Regions from separate parts of the Macaca mulatta genome. Here region 1 is linked to region 2. A link is a contact called in public Hi-C data. All regions are on one chromosome and are shown on one strand. The core of a region is the stretch at or near the end of the contact, and the rest is flanking DNA. Distances in the headings are between cores, read along the strand shown. Region 1 holds the start of H3C2 (H3 clustered histone 2). Region 2 holds the start of H4C8 (H4 clustered histone 8).

Region 1 (5,224 bases), core at 1,519-4,018, 250 kb after region 2:
AGAGACAGGAAGGCAGAAGAAGGTCAGAGAAACACTTTTATGATAATAATCCCATTTTGAGTATTTCTGTGTTATGGAATGTTTGTTCTCCCATTTCCTGAAAGATTCCAGAGACTCCTCATTCAGTGTTATGAAAAAGTTCAGGAAATGCAACTCAAAAGTATGCCACTTTGTTATGCTGGTTTCTTTGAACTGAGGGCACTTAGGAGATTCAGGGAGGAGCTTTCTCTGAACTCCTGTTATCAAAAATTTCAAAAATTAAAAAAAAATTCAAAAAGAAATTTAGTTAAGATTCACTTCCCTGGGGAATCTCATCAACCAGAGAAGATTAACTGTATCACAGGAGAGGAGACTGGCCGTTAACACCATCTAAACAGACTTTGTCATAGCTGTCACCTATTCTTTGAAATACCCATTTATTTTTCTCCCGAATCATATACTCTCCACTAAGTTGCTTACATCCCCTTCTCTTTCCCTTATGAATCAGAGAGCTTATAAGCTTCTACAGCTGGGATTTGAGGTATTCCCTTTTCTTCCTTCCCCCCCACCCAACCTTTTTTTTCTTTGAAACAGCCTCCTGGCTCTGTCGCCCACGCTGGAGTGTGGTGGCTCTAACTGAACTCACTGCAACCTCCGCCTTTCCGGTTCAAGCGATCCTCTCACCTCAGCTTCTCGGGTAACTGTAACTACAAGCGTGCACTAACTACCAAGCCCGTCTTTTTTTTCTTTTTTTTTTTTTTTTCCCCCTTCTTTTTTTGGTATTTTACTGGAGACAGGGTTTCTCCATGTTGTCCACGCTGGTCTCGAACGCCTGGCCCGCCCTCCTCGGCCTCCCAAAGTGCTGGGATTACGGGAATGAGCCACCGCGCCCGGTTTGAAGGACCTCTTAAATATCTATTTAGAAATTGGTCGGAGTCCACTCCTTTCCAAAACCATGAGTCACAATCCCGGTAAAGCACTAGCGGCTAAAAGTCAAAATAACCAGAACAAAACCTCCACTCATGCTTAAAAAAGATATTTTGACAAAATCCTAATTGGGTCAATTATTGTTAGCATTCAAATCGAAGGCTCCTCAAGCCATACTGGGGTTTGAATCAAACATAAACCTTACACCAGATGGGAGGATTACATGCAAATGAAGGATGCAGATTCTGATTTCCCATTGGGTATTTGAAATTAGCCAATGGGAGAATTCCCCACAGCCTACCTCCAGTCAGTATAAATGCTTCTCTGCCTTCTCTCCTAACATATTCTCGTTACATTTTCCTGTGGGTATTTTTTTATTCTAGCTGAACTATCTATGTCTGGTCGCGGCAAACAAGGCGGCAAAGCCCGCGCCAAGGCTAAGACTCGTTCTTCTCGTGCAGGTCTGCAGTTCCCCGTGGGCCGGGTGCACCGCCTGCTCCGCAAAGGCAACTACTCCGAGCGCGTCGGGGCTGGCGCGCCGGTGTATCTGGCGGCGGTGCTTGAGTACCTGACCGCCGAGATCCTGGAGCTGGCGGGCAATGCGGCCCGCGACAACAAGAAAACCCGCATCATCCCGCGCCACCTGCAGTTAGCCATCCGCAACGACGAGGAGCTTAATAAGCTCTTGGGGCGTGTGACCATCGCCCAGGGCGGCGTTCTGCCTAATATTCAGGCGGTACTGCTGCCTAAGAAGACTGAGAGTCATCATAAGGCCAAGGGAAAGTGAAGTGTTAACGTTTCATACACTGTCAGCAGACGAAATCAGCCTAACAACAAAGGCTCTTTTCAGAGCCACCTACGACTTCCGTTAAATGAGCTGTTATGCTTTGTATTATGCAGCCCACACAGATGTTTTGAGGTGTTTTTGATGGTTTTCGTGTGGCACTTTTAGTAATTTGTCCTGCAGAAATCTTGATCTATGTAAACCCTTTAAGGAACTCTACATATGTAGGAGAAATGCCATGCAGCACAAAAAACACTTTTACAGGGGTGATCCTCGCTAAGTTTCACACAGCAGTTACATTTTGGAGGAAGGAAATTATACCCATGGGTGCACTCCTTAAGTATTTTTAATGGAAGTGTTAAGCAAAACACGCATACCCTACACGGCAAAACAGTTTGAAAATGTCACACCATTTGCTCTAGCAATTGATGGCATACACAATTGAGAGCGTACACATTACCACTGAACATTTCAGCATGTATTTCCAAGATAAGGAGCTTTTTTCCAGTGTGGGGGATGTTTTGCTTTGTTTTGAGGTGGAGTCTCCCTCTGTCGGCCAAGCTGGAGTGCAGTGGGGTGATAATAGCTTACTGTAACCTCGAACTCGGGCTCAAGCGATCCTCTTGACAGCCTTCCGAGTAGCTGGGATTACAGGCGGGAGCCGCCACACCCGGCTAAGAGCGTTTTGTTAATTGCCCACACTACTCATGCCACACCCAGAAAAACATCATTTTAAATAAAGAACACATGCAAATTTCCCTAATCGCCTCCAATATTCTTTTTCTTTTTTATATTTTAACTAGAAACAATTGGAGGTTTCCGCGTTGCTTTGTGTGGTTGTAAATTTTAAGACTACGAAGCTTTTCCAGTACAAGACTTGCCACAGTGTAATAGCAGCTAAGGGGTTAAGAAAATGACGTCAGAGTAGCTACCGTAAAGAGCAGGAGCCTCTCTTAATCTTCAACCAGGCACAGAGATGGACCAATCCAAGAAGGGCGAGGGGATTTTTGAATTTTCTTGCGGCCAATAGTTGGTGGTCTGACTCTATAAAAGAAGAGTAGCTCTTTCTTTACTTTCACAAACGTCTCTTGAGGCAAGGTTCTCTGCTTATTGCCATGGCTCGTACCAAACAGACTGCTCGCAAGTCCACGGGCGGTAAGGCGCCACGCAAGCAGCTGGCTACCAAGGCTGCTCGCAAGAGCGCGCCGGCCACCGGCGGCGTGAAAAAGCCTCACCGTTACCGCCCGGGCACTGTAGCTCTGCGCGAGATCCGTCGCTACCAGAAGTCGACCGAGCTGCTGATCCGAAAGCTGCCGTTCCAACGCCTAGTGCGAGAAATCGCCCAGGACTTCAAGACCGACCTTCGCTTCCAGAGCTCAGCGGTGATGGCACTACAAGAGGCTTGCGAGGCCTACTTGGTAGGGCTCTTTGAGGACACAAACCTTTGCGCCATTCATGCCAAGCGGGTGACTATTATGCCCAAGGATATACAGCTTGCTCGCCGCATTCGCGGAGAGAGAGCGTAAACCTAAAGTTACATTTTGATCAGTCCTAAAACCCAAAGGCTCTTTTCAGAGCCACTCAATTATTCCAACGAAAGTAGCTGTGATAACTACGTTTTTGTTAATAAACTCGACAACAGCAAACCAAGAATCCCCAGAAAGCATTAGACTATGTTCTTAAGTTCATTAACAGAAATGTGGTTTGACCCGTTTGGCAGTGTAGACTATTTCTGAGCTTCTTAGGTGCTATTTGGGGAGGAGAAGCTGTATAAGTCCACCTGTCCATTCAGGCCTCTAGCTTGCTATGATTAGCATTTTTTAAAACAACTTTCTAAGGCTAAGAATATAAGGGAAAAACCAGGCAAGTGGTTAACTGGTGCTTACTAGGCTCTTTTGTGAAGCTTTCAAAAGATTGAAAAGTTATGTCTCGCGACTTCCAATGTCTTACTCAAAATGCTTAGAAGAATTTTATTTTTAATTCATTTGGCTGTCCACATTAACCTGAAAGTTATTCTGGTGCAAAATGTGAGGCAGGGATCTAACTGGCTCTCATTTTATCCATAGCTAGCTACCCACTTTTCATCTGTCAATCTGTCGACCAAGCATAATTTAATTCCTTATATATTAATTATTTTATATGTGTGGCTTTGCTTGTAAATAGTCTAGCTGGTTGCATTGCTTTATCTCCTCTAGGACTATGCACCATGACATGCCACATTTTTTTTCCCACTACTTCTTGCCTGTAGTTATCTATTAAAATCTAGAATTTACAAATTTTAACCATTTTATTTCTGTTGATCTTGCTTTTCGGTTTTCTGGAGGTTGGGGGTTGAATACTGGAAGAAAATTTATAGGGATGGAAATACTGAATGTAAACAAAAGTAATGTTTAAAATATAATTTGAATATTTTATGATTGTAGTTTTTTTATCATATAACTTTTAGATCACATTTTACAAACTAACTTTATAACAACCACAGATTGTCGAACATTACAACTACTAATTCCAAAGACCTTGCCTCACATTCTTTTTTACAATAAATATTTTTTACACAGATAACATTCTTTCTTGGCCTACATCTAGAGTGTAAATTGATGTACCATACTAAAATCACCTGACCAACTGTCAACAACAACAAACCACACACACAAAATATTAAGTTTGAATTGCATTGTTTACTTAAATTCACTTGTGTTCCAGCTTTTAATAAAGCAGTGTTTGGTTTACAAAGTAATATTTGCATTTAAAAATTATGAAAATGAATATGCCTGTGTGTTTTATATTTTGTTTTTCTTGACTCATACAAGCGACTCTACCTGGCACAGACATTTGTTATCCATAGACAGAGTATGTTAGAGATGCCAATGGACTTGGTCTATGCCAAGGTGACTACCCCCAAGCTCTGGGCCCAGCTGAAGGTAAAGTATTTTGTTTTTTCCAGTTATAGATGTGCTGGATCTGATGGACAGTGCTTGACTTTTTATATTTTCTTTATCTGTAAGAAAAAGTGTTGGAGGTACGGGGTCTGGCCAATAGCATAAAATAATAAAGTGATATTACTGTGTGAGGATCAGATGGACTGGGGGTGGTAGCTCAGTCCAGCTGTTCGCTCCCTCACTTACATTCTTTGCCCTCTCCTCAACAGAACAAGGATTCTGCTGTAACTCTTCATTTACAGTTGATACTTAAAGAATGGGCCGGGCACGGTAGCTCACGCCTGTAATCCCAGCACTTTGGGAGGTGAGGAGATCGAGACCATCTTGGCTAACACGATGAAACCCCGTCTCTACTAAAAATACAAAAAATTAGCCGGGCGTGGTGGTGGGCGCCTGTAGTACCAGCTACTTGGGAGGCTGCGGCAGGAGAATGGCGTGAACCCAGGAGGCGGAGCTTGTAGTGAGTCGAGATCGCGCCACTGCACTCCAGCCTGGGCAACAGCGTGAGACTCCGTCTCAAAAAAAAAAAAAAAAAAAAAAAAAAGAATGGATGAAATTCTCATTTGTGAAAGAAAATTTATTGAGCATTTTATAT
Region 2 (5,291 bases), core at 1,424-3,923:
CTATGTTTCATCTGCTTTGCAGCCAAGCTCAAGCTATTGTGCAAGCCTGCCCCACTTGTCAGCATGTCCCTGGTGTTGCACCCATGGAAGGATGCGACCCATGAGGCTTGGCTCCAGATGAAATCTGGCAGATGGATGTTGCACGTACAGCAGCCTTTGGCAAACTTAGCTATGTTCATGTGACTATAGACACCTACTCCCATATGTTACATGCCACATATCAAACAGGGGAAACTGCTGGCCATGTCCGATGGCATTGTTTGTCATCATTTGCCCATATGGGAGTCTCTAAACAATTAAAAACTGACAATGGACCTGCTTATGTTAGTCGTGCTTTTCAAAAGTTTTTACAGTTATGGGCAATCACTCATAAAACAGGAATTTCTTACAACCCCAAGGACAAGGTATTATAGAGTGGGCACATCAAACACTATGGTGTATGTTGAGAAAAACGGGAGAATAGGAGACCAGCTACCACCTTAAATAAAATCACATTTAGCCTTGTTTACTTTAAATTTTTTGACTCCTGGTATGGATGGTAAGACTCCGGCAGAACGACACTGGCAAGTGTTAGAGGGAAAGAGGCAAGTTTATCCAAAGGTGTTATGGAAATCCCTGGAAGGACAATGGAAAGGCCCAGTGGATTTGCTGACGTGGGTATGAGGGTATGCTTGTGTTTTTACAGGAGATGGACAAACCGTGTAGGTGCTCTCCAGATGTGTGCAACCATGGAACAGGAGACTGGTGGGATCCATGGATCGCAACCACGGGCCCGGTTCCCCCAGTACAAGCCATAGGCTAGTTGAATCTGAATGCGAAAATGGAACGAGGGCTGACTGGAGTCACATTGACATCCACCCCCATAACATGGGGACAGATCAAGAAAACCACGCAGGAAGCTGAGAAAATGCTGGAGTGTCAGGGTCAGGCAAAAACTCCTGACTCGATGGTCTTGGCCATACTAGCTGCAGTCTCCTGTGCGGTGTGTTTCCCCTGTGTAGAAGCAAAAACATATTGGGCATCTGTTCCTAACCCCTGAGTAGTGTGACTTGTACTCCAGAGTAACACTCCTCCTGAGGTATATCGTGATCAGTGAGCATGGACTCCAGGATCCTTAACTCCCCCGACAGAGAACAATTAGATTCTCAGAACAATAGTATCAATTACACCGCCCCATTGGAGGGATTCCCTTTATGTATCACCAAGGATACGTCGCTCAATGGCAGTTGCCTTACAGTCCAATCCCAGGCATGGTTGAGTCACCATGGAATAATTATGTACTTCTTAAGCCTTAGCTCTATTAATATTACTGGTGGATTGACTAATCTCTCCTGGCCCCATCGCCCAAAGTGTATTGATTATTTTTTTTTTTTGAGACGGAGTCTCGCTCTGTCACCCAGGCTGGAGTGCAGTGGCCGGATCTCAGCTCACTGCAAGCTCTGCCTCCCGGGTTCACGCCATTCTCCTGCCTCAGCCTCCCGGTTCACGCCATTCTCATTTTGTTTTCTTTCATTATTGTTTAACCTAAAAAAATTGTAACTAGAAAAAAAAATTATTCGGAAGAGACAAGGGAAAAAAAGGTCTAGCAGAGGATGGTTTCGATCCATCGACCTCTGGGTTATGGGCCCAGCACGCTTCCGCTGCGCCACTCTGCTCCTCCATCACCAAGCCTTCCTCACAATACTCTTAACTACTTACAGGCGATGCGCTCAGACCACTTCGTATTTTAAGAGCGAGCCTACGATAAGTTGCCTATTTCATACTTTGGCTACCACAGGTTGCCAACTCACTTTGGAAAAAGGCGTCTACCAGAATCAAACAGAAAACAAAACTAGGGATAGAAAAGTAAACATCAATACACTAGTGGGCTAGGTGCGAGAGTCACTCTGTAGTAGCTCACGCCTGCAGTCACTGCACTTCGGGAGACGAACGCAGGCAACATAGCAAGACCCTGTCTCAATAAAACAAAAAAAGGGGAAAAAAAACCCCCCAAAAACCCACCCCGAAACCCACACACTGGGTGCAGTTGTGAGGGGCACTTAGATATTGAAATGGCAATTACAAATTTTAATAAGTAGGGAAAGAAGAGAACAAACTGGGAATAGAATCAAGCCTCCGCGCGGAGGGGGATAATTCTACCACGAATCACTAACCTACCATGTCTTCGCCATCGGGAAGAAAACCGTTTTGGTTACGTTTCCCTCGGCTTGATGATAGAGAGGGTGAAATCTTGCAATTGTCAAACACTTCCGAAGGAGGTTTCGGTCCGCATGTGCTTTACAGTAGGCAGCAGAAATGCCAGTCACTGTGACCTTGGGGACAAAGCTGGACTCCTCAGGCTTTCAGTCCTGTGGACCGAAGCTCGTCTCCAATTGTCCTAAAGCAACTCAAGAAACAATTGATAATAATTTAAACATGTTGATTTCTTTAATCTGATTTAGCTGTTAAAACAGCCGTAAAACTCCCATTCCTATTTCCCAGCAATTGCGAGAGACGCCTCCACGGAACCCGCGCTCAGATGTCAAAGGCTGAAGTTGTTGGTGACATCATCCAGGGCGGGCTGCATAGGGTGAGACCAAGAAGCAGGACCAAAGTTCCCGTATGCGCGCTTTCAGTCTTCAATTAGGTCCGAATTCCCTGCATATAAGGGCGTCGTTGCTCTCCTCGGCTTTTAGGTTCCTGAAAGCGGCTTTGGGAGCTGGTTAGTCATGTCTGGACGTGGTAAGGGTGGGAAAGGCTTAGGTAAGGGAGGCGCTAAGCGTCACCGCAAGGTTTTGCGGGACAACATTCAGGGCATCACTAAGCCAGCCATCCGCCGCCTTGCTCGCCGCGGCGGTGTCAAGCGTATTTCTGGCCTTATCTATGAGGAGACCCGTGGTGTTCTGAAGGTGTTCCTGGAGAACGTGATTCGTGATGCAGTCACTTACACGGAGCATGCTAAACGCAAGACTGTAACAGCAATGGATGTGGTCTATGCGCTGAAGCGACAGGGACGCACTCTTTACGGCTTCGGTGGTTAAGGCTCCCGCTTACTCCACTCAGTATTTCTCTTTACAACCAAAGGCCCTTTTTAGGGCCGCCCACTTTCTTCGTAAAAGAGCGGACATCTTGTTATCCTGTTCCAGGTTTTTGCTGAAAAGGCAGTCGTTGTGCACTAGTGTGCATTTGCAGGTAACGTTTAATTTCTTGTGGTTAATCGCGCATGTTTAGGATTTGGGCACAAAAAACTTAAAAGTTACTATTTCCTATTTGGGGGTAGTTGGTATGTTTAACGTTTAGTTTTCTTGGACACCTTAGGGCGTTAGATAGCAGTGAGTAAGCTGTATTGGCACGGTTTATAATTCTCGTGGGGCTTTCCTTTTCAGTTTAAGCTTGAAGTGTTCGTAAGGATCTCAAGGATTACGGAAGTTGTAGGAAACTCGGGGAAGACTCCACGTTACTGTTTTCAAAATGGCGGGGAGGGCTGAGAACAAAGAAGCCTCGCACCCAGGCGGCGGTCCTTAAAGGCGAATCCGTGAGCGCAACAGATCTCCCTGAGTAGGATCGTAAATCTAAGTACAGGCGGCGTTTACGCTGCTGCTTTTGACTTGGTGACAAAACTGGTCAGCAAAAGGTAGTGTGGGGTAACAATATAAATGTTCATTCGAGAGCTATTAAGTACTGTTTCCATTAGACCTAATAAAATGTGTTTCTGCGTATTATAAGAACATTAAAAGAGTATCGCTTAGTGAGCAATATAGAAACATCACCAAAACCTATTTTTTTTTTTTCTTGAGACGGAGTGTTTCTCTTTCGTCCAGGCTAGAGTGCAGTGGCGCGATCCTCCGCCTTACGGTTTCAAGCGATTCTCTTGCCTCAGCCTCCTAAATAGGTGGGATTACAGTCGCCCACCTGATTTTTGTATTTTTAGTAGATCCGCCCGCCTCGGCCTCCCAAAGTGTTGGGATTTATAGGCGTAAGCCACCGCGCCCGGCCTGGATTGGCTTTTCTAATGGTGTCATTTTACTTGGTTTCTATACTCTGTCCTGAGCAGAAGTGACTTTTGTATACTTAGTTGAAATCAGGTTTATATTCTTGTCAGGAAGAGTTTATATGTACATACTGGTGCACCACATCAGAGACATATGTCTGTTTTATCTACGTTGAAGATAATAGGACAATTGCTGGTTTAGGATGATAGTTACATTGTAAAATCAGATTTTTCCTCTTTGTGGTCAGCAAGCAAATTGTAGGGTTCTAAGTTTGAAATTGGGAAAATCAGTGGAGTTACTTTGAGTGTCATCTTTTTCAAAGATATGGACTTGTGCATTAATATGAAAAGAACGATGTTATCGGAGCTAAAGCACTGGTTTGTATGAGGACATAAAATTAACAACAAAAATTGAGCACATAACATATGCCAGGTACCGTTAATGGCTCTGAGAATTATAGGAGTGAATGACAGTGAACAAAACAGTATTTTCTGTATGCATGGAGTCTATTGGGTGTGCGTTCACACATGAAGTAAGTAAAACTATCAGATGGTGCTAAGTGCTATCACTGAAACAGGCTAAAGAGGGAGGAGGTGATGTTTAAATATTTTTTTGAGGTAGGGTCTTGCTCTTGCCCAGTCTGCAGTGCAGTGGTGCGATCTCGGCACATTCCACCTACACCTCGCTTGGGTTCAAGCAATTCTAGTGTCTCAGCCTCCCGAGTAGCTGGGATTACAAGCATGCGCCACCACACCCAGCTAATTTTTGTATTTTTAGTACATGTTTGGTTAGACTCGTCCTGAACTCCTGCTTCATGTGATCCGCCTGCCTTGGCCTCCCAAAGTGCTGGGATTACAGGTGTGAGTCACCGCGCCCAGTCGAGAAGGTGGTCATTTTAAATGATAGGGTCAAGGAAAGCTTTACTGATAAAGCGATAGTGGAGAAATAAAGACTCGAGAATATTCCAAATAGAAGACCAAGTAGCAAAGCCTGGAGATAGCAGAGTTATTGTGGCTGGGCAAAAGGGCAGAAGAGGTGCAGAGGAATGGAGATGAGGTCTGAAAGGCAAATGGAGGCAAGCTGTTCCTATATGGCCTTGTATGTAGGCCAGTGTAACTACTTTGGTTTTATTCCTAGTGAGGTGGGAGCCACTCAGGGTTTTGAGCAGAGGACTGAGATGATCTGATTTATATTTTAAAATGAGCTGTCTGGATGCCTAATGAAGAATAAACTGATGGAGCCTGGATAGGAGCAGAGATCAGTTAGTAGGGTACTAAAAAAAAGGAGTTGAGATGGCAGTGGCTTGCTCTGTGTATTAGT

Evidence for each region. Hi-C and Micro-C count contacts between places; a contact is called where the count stands out from the background.
Region 1: a Hi-C map of fetal cortical plate shows a contact between it and region 2, with 4 times the contacts expected there. The contact joins the promoter of H3C2 here to the promoter of H4C8 in region 2. A contact is called at or near these places in 2 of 14 Hi-C or Micro-C datasets (fetal cortex germinal zone and fetal cortical plate).

Annotation. Positions count from the first base shown.
Region 1 is chr4:157,075,003-157,080,226 of T2T-MMU8v2.0, forward strand. It overlaps H3C2 (H3 clustered histone 2), which reads left to right and starts at 2,769. Exons shown (of 1, transcript XM_078000875.1): 1 at 2,769-4,452. The coding sequence starts at 2,806. The coding sequence ends at 3,216. H2AC4 (H2A clustered histone 4) reads left to right here and starts at 1,301. Exons shown (of 1, transcript NM_001193724.2): 1 at 1,301-1,693. The coding sequence starts at 1,301. The coding sequence ends at 1,693.
Region 2 is chr4:156,827,494-156,832,784 of T2T-MMU8v2.0, forward strand. It overlaps H4C8 (H4 clustered histone 8), which reads left to right and starts at 2,674. Exons shown (of 3, transcript XM_078000864.1): 1 at 2,674-3,171. The coding sequence starts at 2,709. The coding sequence ends at 3,020. TRNAM-CAU (transfer RNA methionine (anticodon CAU)) reads right to left here and starts at 1,655; the gene lies at 1,584-1,655.